Regions from separate parts of the Mus musculus genome. Here regions 1, 2 and 4 are each linked to region 3. The links are chromatin contacts, called in public Hi-C, HiChIP or PLAC-seq and promoter capture Hi-C maps. All regions are on one chromosome and are shown on one strand. The core of a region is the stretch at or near the end of the contact, and the rest is flanking DNA. Distances in the headings are between cores, read along the strand shown. Region 1 overlaps Ttll1 (tubulin tyrosine ligase-like 1). Region 2 holds the start of Pacsin2 (protein kinase C and casein kinase substrate in neurons 2). Region 3 holds the start of Cyb5r3 (cytochrome b5 reductase 3). Region 4 holds the start of Tbrg3 (transforming growth factor beta regulated gene 3).

Evidence for each region. A called contact is a pair of places that touch in the nucleus more often than the background predicts. HiChIP or PLAC-seq counts read pairs in DNA pulled down with a chosen protein or histone mark. Capture Hi-C pulls out chosen DNA fragments and counts their contacts.
Region 1: a contact with region 3 is called in an H3K27ac HiChIP or PLAC-seq map of trophoblast stem cells, with 12 read pairs. The contact joins the enhancer-like site here to the promoter of Cyb5r3 in region 3. A contact is called at or near these places in 4 of 39 promoter capture datasets (the C10 cell line, cranial neural crest, hippocampal neurons and 1 more), 1 of 15 datasets of contacts at CTCF or cohesin (the NIH/3T3 cell line), 3 of 484 Hi-C or Micro-C datasets (bone marrow-derived DN3 thymocytes, bone marrow-derived macrophages and embryonic stem cells), 10 of 115 datasets of contacts at active chromatin or transcription factors (embryonic basal ganglia, embryonic stem cells, extraembryonic endoderm stem cells and 6 more) and 1 of 9 other capture datasets (adipose tissue).
Region 2: a Hi-C map of CD8 T cells shows a contact between it and region 3, with 2.5 times the contacts expected there. The contact joins the promoter of Pacsin2 here to the promoter of Cyb5r3 in region 3. A contact is called at or near these places in 6 of 39 promoter capture datasets (the 3T3-L1 cell line, the HPC-7 cell line, cranial neural crest and 3 more), 1 of 15 datasets of contacts at CTCF or cohesin (the NIH/3T3 cell line), 5 of 484 Hi-C or Micro-C datasets (CD4 T cells, CD8 T cells, cranial neural crest and 2 more), 4 of 115 datasets of contacts at active chromatin or transcription factors (astrocytes, extraembryonic endoderm stem cells, forebrain and 1 more) and 2 of 9 other capture datasets (adipose tissue and liver).
Region 4: a promoter capture Hi-C map of adipose tissue shows a contact between it and region 3. The contact joins the promoter of Tbrg3 here to the promoter of Cyb5r3 in region 3. A contact is called at or near these places in 2 of 39 promoter capture datasets (liver and pre-B cells), 4 of 484 Hi-C or Micro-C datasets (CD4 T cells, embryonic stem cells, natural killer cells and 1 more), 2 of 115 datasets of contacts at active chromatin or transcription factors (effector CD8 T cells and memory CD8 T cells) and 2 of 9 other capture datasets (adipose tissue and liver).

The regions. Positions count from the first base shown.
Region 1 is chr15:83,492,544-83,495,951 of GRCm38.p6, reverse strand. Ttll1 (tubulin tyrosine ligase-like 1) reads left to right here. Exons shown (of 12, transcript NM_178869.4): 10 at 3,323-3,408. Among named protein-coding and RNA genes, the nearest start is that of Gm52181, 16 kb to the right of the region's middle. Within about 2 kb of position 1,886, at least 29 of the 459 cell types and tissues checked have an H3K27ac peak or open chromatin away from gene starts, as enhancers often do. A contact at or near this core is called in bone marrow-derived macrophages and trophoblast stem cells, where this site is marked.
Region 2 is chr15:83,463,108-83,466,672 of GRCm38.p6, reverse strand. It overlaps Pacsin2 (protein kinase C and casein kinase substrate in neurons 2), which reads left to right and starts at 2,067. Exons shown (of 11, transcript NM_001159509.1): 1 at 2,067-2,214.
Region 3 is chr15:83,170,407-83,173,604 of GRCm38.p6, reverse strand. It overlaps Cyb5r3 (cytochrome b5 reductase 3), which reads left to right and starts at 1,422. Exons shown (of 9, transcript NM_029787.3): 1 at 1,422-1,493. The coding sequence starts at 1,473.
Region 4 is chr15:82,896,519-82,899,852 of GRCm38.p6, reverse strand. Tbrg3 (transforming growth factor beta regulated gene 3) reads left to right here and starts at 1,392. Exons shown (of 1, transcript NR_027799.1): 1 at 1,392-3,334. All of the region lies in intron 1 of Tcf20 (transcription factor 20), which reads left to right. It overlaps Gm20324 (predicted gene, 20324), which reads right to left and starts at 773. Exons shown (of 4, transcript NR_045068.1): 1 at 585-773.

The sequences.
Region 1 (3,408 bases), core at 637-3,136, 320 kb before region 3:
TTCCAAGCTCCTCCAAGCACCCGCCCCATCTCCCCTAGATCGGCTGCTCCTCTGTTTCCCTTCAGAAAAGAACAGGCCTCCTAGGGATATCTACATAACAAGATACAGTAAGATTAAGCACAAACCCTCATATCGGGGCTAGACGAGACAACCCAGGAGGAAAAGGGTCCCAAGAGCATGTGAGAATCAGAGACACCCCCACTCCTGCTGTTAGAAGGCCCACAAAAAACACCAAGATAACAGCCATGCCTTAATCACAGAGGACCTAGTGCTAGTGTGATTGCTGCTTCAATCTCTGAAGCCCCTGTAAGCCCTGCTTAGTTAATTCTGTGGGGACATCATCTCTTTTTCTTTCCTTTCTTCCTTACTTTGAGACATGGTCTCACTGGGTAGCCGTGGTTGCCCTGGAGCTTGTTATATTAGACCAGGCTGGCCAGGAGTGCTCTATGTAGACCAGGATGGCCTGGAGTATGTTGTGTAGACCAGGGTGGTCTGGAGCTCACAGATAATCTGCCTGCCTCTGCCTCTCCACCATCAATCAGCCTTCCTTGGTGGTTATTTTGGCATGAGCATCAGCCAACCCTGGTGGGGGAGGAGAGTTTCAGCAGCGTTCATTTCAGGCAGCTTAATATTGCTGTGTCATGGTTGAGAATAGCCTCCTCCTTTGTTCCTAACCTGGTCTTTAATTTGTTCACTGGTTTGTAGTTTCTAGGCAGGTGTACTGCTAATTTTGAGCGAAAGGTAGGAATAGATATTGCTGTGCTGGTCCCTCCCTGTTTTCAGGACTTGGCAGATGGTGTCTCTGTGGTGTCTTTGTTTCTCCATATAACTCACAAGAAAATGGGGGATTTTGACCCCAGAGGAAAAGTCTCCTGACCCATAGCCAGTCTCCTTGTCTCCCATCCCCCCTACCATCAGGAACAGGAAGTCATCCACAGCTGAGGTCACTTGCAGGACCCAGAGTTCCTCAGTTCTCCCTCTGAATGTAGAGGGATTTTAATCCAGCAATCTGGCTGCTCTGGCAAGGGGTCACATCCAGAGCCCTAGGCCTGTGTGATCCGGCTGGAATGCAGAGAAGCCTTTCAGTATATACCTTTAAGGTAAAATTAGTTTGTAAAAGGAAGCAGCTGTGTTTGAAACTGCTGTCTAACTGAGGGGCAGACAAAGTGACGAATCAGAGAAGTATTTTGACAGAATGACTCAGGGATGGGGTACACCTGTTTCATGTCATTTTAAAAAACACACTCCCGCCTCTTCAGGGAGCTGCCACGCTGCCAGCCCCTCCCAGCTCCCTTTCGTTCCACCCAGCTTTGCTCCTGTCGGATGCAACTAGCTCTCACCAGGCTTCTTTGTCTACCTGCCTTTGCTCCAGGAGGGGTAACGTTCGTTACCAGCCCACTCAAGAGACCCTTGAATCCTCCGATAAAAGACACACAGACAGTTTTATGACTTTAGAACTTGCCTGCTAGGCACAATTGCTGAGCACAGATAACTCCCACCTGGTAAGGCCTGTTCTTGCCAATTTATTATCTCCATTTCTCCTCCTGCACTAATCTTAGGGGCTTGTTCCACCTAGTCCTTGCCAAACATCTTTGGCGACCTGCCCTTAGTGGAGGCCCCAGGCCCTAGCTCTCCTTGAGGCCGTACATGATTGCAGCATCCTTCCTCCTCCAAAGCATGGCAGAAACACCTCCTCTCTCCTTTCCTTGTCTCCTTTTCCTCTTGGAACCCCCCAGAAAGTCCCACCTATACCTTCAGCCCAGCAATTGGCTCCTGACCTTCTTTATTGACAAATCAAGACCCAATTAGGGAACTAGACCTTATGTATCAGAACCTCTCCTTGTATACACCCAAGAGTGACACAGGAAAGAGAAGCTGTGTAAGAGCAGTGCCATGAGTGAGTCAGCCAGGAGTCAGTGCCTTGAGTGCAGCCGAGCCAAGCTGAGTTTGTTCATTTGTGATCCAGTTCAGTTCAGAGGAGTTCAGATCAGATCAGATCAGATCAGATCAGTGCAGTTCAGTTGAACGCTCAGTCAGGAGCAGAGCAGTTGAGTCAGAGCTGTTCAGTTCCTAGAGTTCAGAGGCAGTCTTTCCAAGCAGAGCAGAACCGGAGAGAAGCCAGTCTGAATCAACTCGGGAGAGCTGTTTGAGCCAGAACAGCTGAGTTGAACCAGCCAGCCAGAGTTCAGAAAGAGCTAGAAAGAGTGAGTTTATTCAGCAGTCAGCCTCTGAGATGACAGTTACATCTGGTAAATAAAAACTACATTTACATCTGAGGGCAGCGTGGTCTAAACAGCTACTGAGCTGGCTGGTCCTTGACAGACCTACCCACTTATGTGGGACCTGAGGACACAAGGCCTGGGGACGTGGGATAGTGCTGTGAGAGATGGAAAATTCCCAGGCTACCCATCTTCCTCCTTGAGAAGAGCCACCTTGTGCACAGTTGCCTCACAGAAGGGCTTTTCTCCTGGCCCCCTGCAGTCTGGCACCCACTCTTAGGTTCTTTGGGTGGTGACTCCCAAGCTTTTGAAGAAGGTGTTTTTGTTTAGTTTTAACTATGCGTAGGTGTATGTGTCTGCCTGTGGTCGTGCACATGAGTGCAGGTGCCCACAGAGGCTGGAAGCATTGGGGCCCTGATGCTGGAGATGGTTGTGAGGTATCTGACATGGGTTCCAAGAGCTGAACTAGGGTCCTCTGGAAGAGCAGGAAATGCTCTTAACAGCTAAGCCATCTCTCCAGCTCCCAACACCTGTCCCTTGTTCAGTACGCAGGGAAAGGTTATTGAAGGTGTATTTAGGTGAATTGAAATTACAAGGGAAATCCAGAAATAGAAAGGAAATAGGCTTACTCTTCTTATTTGGTTTATAATCTGGTTTGAACCTGGTTGCACAGGGCTGGGAGGCATAGGGGGTAGCCTGCTGGTGTGTGTGCACATGTGTATGTATATATGTATGTGTGTGCAAATGAGTGTATATGCACGCACTTGTGTGTATGTGTGTGCACATGTGTATGTGTGCAAATTTGTGTACATGCACACACTTGTGTGTGTGCACATATGTGTGTGTGCAAATGTGTGTATGTGCACACACGTGTTTGTATGTGTGTGTGTTTGTGTGTGTGCATGCATATGTGTGTATATGTGTGTGCATATGTGTGTGTTCGAGTGTGTGCATGCATATGTGTGCATGGATGTATATGTGTGTGTGCAAGTGTGTGTGTGTATGTGCATGCACGCTCAAGTGTGTAACAGGAAGCCCACAGTGTGGGAGGGTCCCTCTGGTCTCTAAGGATGTGGTTTTATAACCTATTGGTCACTCCGCAGCCAGTGATGAACAACGACAAACACTGCTTTGAATGCTACGGCTACGACATCATCATCGATGACAAGCTGAAGCCCTGGCTGATCGA
Region 2 (3,565 bases), core at 818-3,317, 290 kb before region 3:
GCTCACTAGTCCTGGTCTTTCCTGGACTTCTGTTTTAAAGTGGAGAAAATCAAGCCCCAAAGAAGGGAAGGAACTTGCAGGGTGGAGTGGCCATTTGCTGCCAAGCAACCCTCCCTACCATATCTCCTCGATTCTTGCATGCCTGAAGTGCTCCAGTGGAGAGGAACCCCTTTCTTTCTCCCTGTAGAGCTCATTGCTTTCTGGGAGGTCTTTGCTCTCTGTCATATTCTATCCACCTTGGGACAGTAAAAATGTCACTGTGTTTGATATTGTTGCCCCTTGTCTTTGCTAGGTTCACCGAACACTTGCCAGCTGCTCCCCCCCACCTTGTATTCTTTTGTTTTGTTTTGTTGAGACAGAGTCTGGATATGTAGCCTTGGCTGTCCTGAATCTCACTATGCAAACCAGGCTGGACTTGAACTCACAGAGCTCTGCCAGCCTCTGCCTCCTGAGAGCTGGGATTAAAGGCATGTACCACCATGCCTGGCTATCTCTACTTCTAGACATTGGAATTACTGAGATGATTTTTTTTTTCTTGAAGGAGTCACAGACATCATTGTTAAAAGGGTATTTTACAGGCAATACAGCTAGCCTCTGGGTAATTAAATAAATACATAAATAAATACATATTGAAAATGTTGGTCACTGTAAGGATATGAGTGGGGGAGGTTATTTTATATTTTCTGGGTGGGGGAGGGGCAAGGTCTCATATAGCTTAGGCTGACCTGAACTCTCTATGCAGTTGAGGATGACTGTGAATTCCTGATCTTTCTGCCTCTACCTCCTAAATGCTGAGATTACAGGCAGGTACCACTATGTCCAGCCTGAAAACTGGACTTCCTGTGTAGCTGGGGATGACCTTGAACTCCTGACCCTCCTGTTCTACCTTCCAAGTGCTACCTACTACATCTGCCTTTTCTGTTTTGTTTTGTTTGCAGGGAGGTTGAGGCAGGGTCTTACTATATATTCCAGGCTGACCTTACCTTTTTTTCTTTCTTTCTTCCAATTACTCGGTTGCGTAGGCTGCCTGGAGCTCTCAGCCATTCTCCTGTATCCGCCTCTTGAGTACTGGGATTACAGACACTAGCCACTGTCTGCCACCATTTACTCTTTACTCCATACAGTTCCCAGAAAGTTACCTGCTGTCAGTTTCTCAGACCCTCACCCACGCATCGCTTACTGTCCTCCTGGCCGGGACTGTGTGAGGTAGTGCTCAGCGAGGTATTAGCCGTTTTGGCTCATTATTTCTCTTTGCTCATAGGGCCAACCTCCTATCTGGCAGCGCTATGTGAGAAGCAGAAAGTCTGTATATTGTCTGGTGCTCTGATGGCCATATCGGCATCCTCTGGAGGGAAGTCTCTCCACCCCACTTCCTCTTCTTTTTTGTGTTTTTGGTTAGCCTGTAACACACTATGTAGACCACAGTGGCCATGAACGCAGAGATCCACCTGCCTCTGCCTCCTGAGTGCTGGGATTAAACGCGTGCGCCACCATCCCTGGCTTGGAGGAAACTTTCTTTAAAAAAAAAAAAAAATTGTGTGTATGAGTGTTAGCATGTCTGTACCTCGTGCGTGCCTGGTACCAACAAAGGCCAGAAGAGGGCGTCAGACAGATAACCCTCCAACTGGAATTTCAGATCAGGGTAAGCCTCTACGTACTAGGTACTTGGAATGGAATCCGGGTCCTCTAGAAAAGTAGCAATTTCTCCAGATCCGAGGAAACTTTCTCAAAGTCCACCTTATCTGAATTATAGATCAGGGACCGCAGTTGTTCTGGGTGCTAGGGAAACCACAAAACTCTGGCCCACTTTAAAAAAAAGTCCTTTAGTCCCGGTCCTTTGGGCGTCTCCCAGGGAGTGACCCGTGTTGGCCTCTCAGCGGCTTAAGTAGTAGCTCCTCGTTTGACTGACAGGAAAGGCCGCTAATGCTAGCCCAAGGTAGTTCCTTTAGCTTCTGGGGGGGCGTGCCGCCTCCGCTTTAGACTATCCAATCTGGAGCGCCGCTGGGCCGAAGGGCGGGGTCTGGATGCAGGCAACCAATAGGGCGAGCACAGCGGGCGCGGCGGGGGCGGCGCGGTCGCGGCTGGCGGCAGAAGCGGCTGCGGCGGGTCTGGGCAGGGCCGGGGAGCTCGGTTGGAGCGGAACGGGAAGGGGTCGGAGTCGCAGCCCGGCCGGGGCGGCGTGCTCAGTGGGACCCGAGGCGAACGGCGGCCGAGGTGAGGGGTGCGCCGCGACGGTTGGGACACGGGTCGGTGGCCGCGCCTACCCCTGTCAGGCCGCGCTGGGGCCGAGCGCGCGGGGCCGCGCCGCTCGAAACTTCTAGTCCGCGCGCGGGGGGCCACGCGCCGGCGGGCGGAGCCCGGGAGGCCCGAAGGGCGGCCGGAGCGGACGAGTCCCACGCGGACGCACTCATGGGGCGCTTTGCAGACTCTTGCCTTCCATTTCCGTCCTCCCCACACTCTGTGACCGCCGTGGTGAGAGCCAAGCCTGACCGGTGAACACGAACTAGGGGTGTGAGGCGAGACAGGAAAGGCTGCATGCTGTCCTTTTTGACTTTCATAGTTTTCGAGACTCAGTGGATCCGAATCGTCAATTCCCTCCTACCTCCCGTGGGGGCTCTAGAGCCGCGTTCTCTTCTCTTCCCAAAGACCCCAGGCTTGCGGACCCCCTCTGAGAAGGTCCACTTTTCTTTTTTTCCAGGAGTGGATCCAGAGGAGCTGGCTAGGGATCTCAAGGCCTTAGAGGTTAGACCTGGAAGTAGACACGCCCCAGGGGTGCTGCGTTCTTGTTGGCCCCTTGAGGGAAGATAGTTTTGGTCCGGGCTGTGTGCACCATCCCTGGCCCTTGTCGGCTTCCCTTGACCGCAGCTGTCCTTAGGTTTAGTGATGAAGGGGGAGTAGGTTGCTGACAGTCTCCAGGGCTACTCATTAGCGGTTTAGCAAAAACACTTCTGCACTGTCCTGATGTAAATCTATTTAATCCCGAGTTGTGGACGTGAGCTCACACCTTCCTACCCCCTGCAGGTTTTCCACTTTGCTTAAGTTCTGGTCTTGCACCTCTGGGATTGTCAGCTTGGAGCCCCTGGTGAAGGGATCAGCCAGGTGAACTGGGTTCTGTGTTAGCCTCCCTCTTCCGTCCCTGGGCGCTCAGATTCACTTTTCCACAGAAGTCCGGATTTGAGAGTTAGCGTAGTTGGGGGTTCTCCTGACTTTCCTGGAACACTCTAGTCTGTGCATTTACACTGAACTGTAGAGTTTGGCAGTCTCCTTGGTGAAGCTATGCTACTTTAGCCGTGAGGCCACTACATGAAAAACTTGTGTGATGTGTGCAGTTTAGAGGCTTTAAAGAAACTGATCATTGGGCTGATGGATATTTATTACTTGGGAAAGTAGCTGAGCACAGAGGAGTAGCTGACTGATTAGATCTGCTCTCTCTGTGCAGGATTTTTAAAGACTCATTGGACTAGAAATGGTATTTTAGTTCATGCTGTTTGGGGAGCTAGGGTTTGTTATTTCCAACCATAATAATTAGTGTAAAAGTGTGTGTATGTAAGAAACACATCTAAGT
Region 3 (3,198 bases), core at 173-2,672:
AACCTTGAACCCTTGCCTCCACTATCCAAATTCTGGAATCACAGATGTGCTGACCATTGCTCCTTATTTATTTATTTGAGACAGGGTCTCTGTGGTGGTTTGAATAAGAAATGGCCCTCATAGGCACGTGTATTTGAACGTTTAGTCCCCAATTTGTGATGGTTTGTGGGGAGGTACGGAGGTGTGTGGTCTTGCTGGATGAAGAAATGTGCCTGGGGTGGCTTTGAGAGCCTATAGCCTGGCCCCACTTCCAGCTCTCTCTCAGGTTCCCACTTAAGGTACAGTGTTATCTCTCAGCATCCTTCTCCCCGAGCCAGGTTTTCCTGCTGCTTGTGGCCGGCCATGCCTTCCAGCTATAATGGGCTCTTATCCTCCTGGAACTGTGAGACACAATAAACTCCATCTTCCCTAAAGTTGCCTTCGGTCATGGTGTTTTACCACAGCAACAGAAAAGTAACTAGCAGTCTCACCGTGTAGCCTGGAACACTCACAGATCCACCTGCCTCTTCCGGTATTGAACGCTTGGGTCATCAAGTGTTCCGGTATTGAAGAGTTTGGTTAATAGTTCTCAATTTTTAGGCAGCAAGTCTCTTCCTCACTCTGCCGCTCTCAGAGCAGTCTTCCATTCCCTATCTGGCCAGGACCAGGTTGAAGAAAACTCCGGAATGCCAGGGACATACGAGTGTTTATAGAGTATGTGATAGGCTCTGTTCTGAGGTCCGGGTACACAGAGAACTGACTGCAGACTCCTGGCTTGGGGAAGCCCCACCATCTAGTGGAATGGGTACGTGGGCGCAGAGCATCGTGAATAAACAGGCAGGATAACTGAAGCGCTACAAAGACCGTTCTGCACTAGTGGCGTCCCTTGGAGGGAGCACAGGGCCAGAGCTGGCCTAGCTAAAGAGGTGACACCTGAACTTTAATCCGGAACTGGCCTCAGTACGTTTGGAGATTTGTTCAGGAAGGAACGACTGGTTCGCAGGCTTGAAAATGGGGCAGGGCAGGGCTGTAGCCTGAACTCTGTAGCCAGCGGTGTTGGCAACACGCCCCGTGAGCGGGTAGAGCCCTGGCCAGCACAATCAGCTCCGGCAGGCTCCCAGGACCGAAGGCTCAGGATTTGAGAGCCCATCACGGGGGCGACATCTTGTTCTCTTCACCAGGACAAAACAGGCCCAGAAGCCACAAGCTACCTCCCGAAGCCACACAGAGGCGCCACAGTAGCCAGTCTCTCGCCGAGCCTCTTCCGTGCAGCGCCGTCAGCCACTCAGCGCGCACTCCCGTCTTCACAAGCGGAAGTGGGCGGGGACACTGGGAGTCTCCGCCCCCTATCCGCCCACCTCCGCGCTCCTGACTGGCTCCGCAGGGCGTCCCCGCCTCCGAGGTGTTGAGACCGAGGCGGGTTGTTGGGGGAGCGGCCGGCTGAGTAGCGGGTGTAGAACCGTGCGTGAGGCCACCGTCTCTTCTTCGCCACCATGGGGGCCCAGCTGAGCACGGTAGGCGGCATGGGTCTGGGGTCCCCAGGCTTGCACCGTGGGGATACCGTACGATCCGGGGCGCCCAGCACCGGTTCACGAGCCCCGCGCCCCACCCGGCCCCTTGCAGACCGTGACTCACGCCCTGGCTAGTGGCCGCGCCACTCTGGCCCGGCCTCAGGCCAAGGGGGAGCCCCGAGCGCGGGGTGGACATTGAGGACCCTGTTGGGTGTGCGCGAATGAGAATAGGGAATGAGTGACGTGCGCGCCCGCCTGAGTGGGCGTGACTTGTGAGTGTGAGAAAGTTGAAGTGCCTGCGCCCGTGGGGGATGTGAAAGGTGCGAGGGTTTTTGTAAATGGGAACGTGAAGTGTGAACCGTAGGTGCACTGGTGTGTGCGTGGAGGAACCGACAGCGGCGTGTGTGAGAAATGAGAGTGTGGGTGTGAAGACATGCAGGCCTGAATAGTGGACACGAGTGAGCTGGCAGGAAGAGTACTTTGGGGTGCGTGTGTGTATGGGAGAAATGTGTAGGGTGTCCCTACAGGGGTTGGGTGCATCTTCTTGCCATAAACAAGGCAGTAGTTGGCCAGGATCTTTCCAGCTGTCACCTAGAAAAGCCCTGGCCATTCTTGTTACTCACAGAGCTGCACTGTCACTAAAGAAGTGTCACTTAGACTTGGCCATCAGCCCAGGGCACTGAGGATGCTGGGACCGTCTAACGTCTATAAATCTGCTCTCTCACTGTTACTGGATCGACCAAGGCCCCTTCCACAATCCTAGAGCTCACTCTCCTCATTTCCTTTTTTTTCTTTTTTTTTTTCTTTTTTGAGACAGGGTTTCTCAATGTAGCCCTGGAATGCACTGTAGACCAGGCTGCCCTCAAACTCACAGAGATCCACTTGCCTCTGCCTCTCCAGTGCCAGATTAAAGGTGTGGGCCACCACCGTCCAGCTCCTCCCTGATTTCTTAAGAGCATCCATGTGAACTGTGACCAGTCTCAGTTACACAAACATACCCTTGAGGTGTCCAGCTCTTTGGGTATGACAAGAATAGGCCAGCGCCTGTCTTGGAGGGTGCCCTCTCTCCTCTCTGCAAGATTCAGGGCTCCTAGTGAAGACAGCCTTCTTGCCATGGCATTTGCTCTTGCGAGAGTGACCAGTCCAGTATGGACCATCTAAGGAGCATTCTGGCCCAAGGCAAAAAAAAACAAAACAAACCCCAGAGTGACAACACCCCATAATGACATTCTGACCAGTTTTCCCAGAGACTGCCCATGATCCCTTATCTTCCCCCTGATTCCCAGGTTCTCCTTACCTTTTGGACCATGTTGGTGGTACCCCAGCACCTGGCTTTTCCATCAATTCATGTTAAGTCAACAGTAGTTCCTTCCAGGCAGTAGAGCTCTGTTTAATTATCAGAAGGCCCCACCATGGCCTCATCTGTCCAAGGGTTGCTTGGTATTGTCTTTGACTTAAGGGGCTGACACCTCAGTGCCCACGGTATACATTAGGCCTGGAGGCCTGTGTGGCTGCTGGGTATTGGGTGTACCAGATGTCTTATCTGGGCTATGCAGGCCCTGTGGGAGGCCTCCTGCATATATTGGGGGCCCCAACCCAGAGGATGGCACTGGAGTCTGCTGTCTACCAGGAGAACATTGCAGGCTTGGCCCGCCGCTCTGGACTGCCTCTCTGCCTGTTTGTGAGTTCCAGAAAGCCCTTGACAGAC
Region 4 (3,334 bases), core at 143-2,642, 270 kb after region 3:
CGGAGCCGCCTCATTGGCTGCGCGCCGTCACCTGACGCTCTGTTATTTCCTGTGTGTTGGGAGAATGGAGAGAAAAAACCCGGAGCCGAGCCGCCTTCGGCCCCTGCGAGGCGGCCACGGCCTCAGCCGGGGGAGCCCTCCCTGAGGCGCGCCGGAGCGGGGAGTGAGCCAGCGAGCGCGCGGGCCGGAGCGAGCCTCTAGGGGCCGCGGCCCCGGCCCGCCCCGCCGTCGGCCTGGGCGTCCGCGCTGGAGGCGGTGGAGGCACCCCCACCCCCACCCCGCGCCGCGCCGCCGCCCCCTCCCCTCCCAGCGCCGGCGGAGGCCGAGGGACGGGCCGGGGGGCTCCTGCAGGTAACCGCCGCCCGGCCTGAGGAGAAAGGGCAGCCCGAGGGGCCGGGACCGGGCCGCGCCGCTCAGGCTGGCTGCTGGGAGCACAGGTCGTGGCCCGGCCCGCCCTGCAAGTGCTGAGCCTCGGGAGTCGCGGAGCGGGCTGAGGGGACCGGCGTGGGCTGCCGAGGGGTCAACGGCCAGGACCGGCGTCAGGGCAGAGCGGCCGGAGGCTCTGGGGCTGCGGGCGGAGATACCTGGTCGTTGCGGCCTGAGGTGCTGAGGGGTCCACGTTCTTGGCAGCCCCGCGGGGACCGGCGTTGCTGGCCTCTTGGCCGGGGGCTGGGGGCGAGGCACCCGTGAAGGGCCGGGCTTGGAGCGGGCCGGGGAGGGGCCGGCTGGGGCTGGCGGAGCAGCCGCGCGAACACCTGAGGCCATGTGGATGCGGCTGCCTGTCGCCTGCCGGCGGCCCAGAGCAGGTACCCGGCGGCGGGGCGCGAGCTAGGGGCGCAGGATGCACTTCCTGTGTGGGGCGCTCTCCCCTCCCCCGCCGCGGTGAGCAGGGCAGGGCGCAGGGTCCCGCGGAGTCCACGAAGGAGCTCTTTCTCGCGGGTAGGGGATGGGAAGGCGAGGCTCTGAGTCTCTCTTCCTCATTCTCACGGAAAAGTGGTGGCTTATAGAAGAGTTTGCTATCCGGCCTGCGGCGGGAGGTGGGATGTCTTGAGTGCGCCGGGATGGGAGTGGAATTTAGTGTGTGTGTGTGTGTGTGTGTTGGGGGGGGGCAGTGGAGCTGCGGATTCCTCCACGGTTTGTGGGTGCGGACACCAGTTTTGCTTGCCTGCCTGTATTCAACTCCTTTGGGGACGAATCAGAATTAGGGGTTTCTACCCGAGCTCTGCGTTCTCCCTCCAGAGATTAGATGACTCTGGTAAATGCTATAAAAATGGATGGAATTTTTGAGCTATTATCTAACAGGCTGATCTTTGAATGATAATTGGACCCTTATGTTAACAGCCTTAGTGAAGAGTTTTATAAAAGATTTTACATGGGGTGGCATTGGCAGCTGGGGAAACGGCACTAAATTCTGATCTAGGAGGCCTGGAATGCACTTCCAGCTTGGCCACCAAATAAACTGTAGCCCTGGGCAAGTTACCTACCCTCTCATGCCTCAATTACACTTCTGTTAAAGACTCCCTTGCAGGCCAGACATTTCGAAGGTTTATTTGAGTTTGGTTTGGTGGTTCTTCCACTCCGGTTTTGTGCTCGCTCTCATTTTGATCATAGGAACTTTACTGAGAGATGTAAGATGCGCCTCACTGGCTTGAGAAGTAACTTGGTCAGGGTAGTTTGTGCTCAATTCCCAGTGCTTTTCTGTGCTTCTGAAGAGAAAACGCACACTATTAATAGCAGTCTAGCTTATGTTGAATGCACATTATTATGCTTTTTTTTTTTCCTTTGTGATAAGAGTTTTCCGAAAAAGCACTGGCTAATTGGGAAATATGGATGCGATGATTGGGTCTGTTTTTGTTGGAAGCCCTTTCCACGTGGGGAAGGGATGCTATTTCAAGATCTTTTAGGTGACTCTTACTTGGCTAACTTCAAATTCCAATTTCAGTCTTGGAGTAGGGATAAAGTAGAATTAGCTATGCGATGTAGTAGGCTTGCAGAATTAATATCCACCTCAGGATGCAGTAAATGGTTTGCATCCCCGGTTTATTCCTAGTGGTAGCAGGGTACTTCCCTGGCAGATGCTGAAGAACCCGTTAGTTTTACTGATTTTCTGGTGTGTGAGGGCCCTGGGCCATATGCTTTTGAATGGTAAGTACTCTTAGACCAACTTGGATTTTGCTCTTGTTTGTGGAAGACTTTGTTTTGTTTTGTTTTTGTTTGTTTTTTTGTTTTTGCTCAATTCCCCATAAAATATAGCTCACTATGGTTTTTTTAGATCATTTTTTAAAAAATTTTGGTCTGTATAGCCTTAATGGTCTTTAAACGTGGATGGCAAAATGGGCTCATAATGTTTATCTTGTGTATGTGTTAAAAGAAGGTTTTCTTTTATATTAGTTAAAATCATGCCTGTCACATAAGGAGACACTTAAGATTATACATATGAGTTATTTGGAATTTTTTATTAGGACTTGAATTATGACCTCATGTTTACTGTATGATTTGAAAAAGTGCCAGTTACTTGAATTAGAAGCACCTCTCACACTCAAGTATGTATTATGCTTGTTTTATGGCTTATGAAAAAATTACTATAAAGCTTTACTGTGGTAGTTTGTGAGTGTGTATGTATGTACGTATGTATATGAGAGATCTTACATAGGTAAGATAGTAGGAGAATTGCCTTTATTAAGTTTTAACTTAGAGAGGAAAGGAAGCTAACATTTACGTTAAAAACAAAAACAATGTATGGACTTAGGCCAAAGAATTCTAAACTGTCCTAAAATGTCTACCCAGTGGACCTAAGAGTTCATTATTCCTTCTCCACAGAATACATAAGCTAGTGAGAGGTGGAGCTTGAATATAACTCTTCTCTCCTAGGTCCCAAAACTTGTTACCAGGTTCCTTTTAACTCAGGGCCTGCTCAAGGGGCAGATTAGTTAGTATGGGTGGCCCTAAAATACTTAGCTTTCTACTGTCATTCTGCTCTACTGGCTCTTTAAAACAAACAAACAAACAAACAAACAAACAACAGCACAACAAGCAATAACAACCAAACTGGTGAATATGAAATTTGGAGCTGGGTGAAATACTGGAAGGTGGTTTCTGTGACCCTTGGGAATTTTCTTAACTTTCAGTTTGTCCTTGCTTGGCCAGTTTTGCTGGTATGCCTAAGATTTAATTTGTAAGACGTTTCTCTTTCTTATCTACTTCTGCCATTTTGTCTTGAGCTGAAAACATAACCTGAAAGAGCAAGAGAAGTCATAAAAGGTTGTCTTTCTTGTTGCCTGTGTGACTGGTTTGCAAGTGTTCAGGAACCATGTCATGATTGCTTTCACTTTGG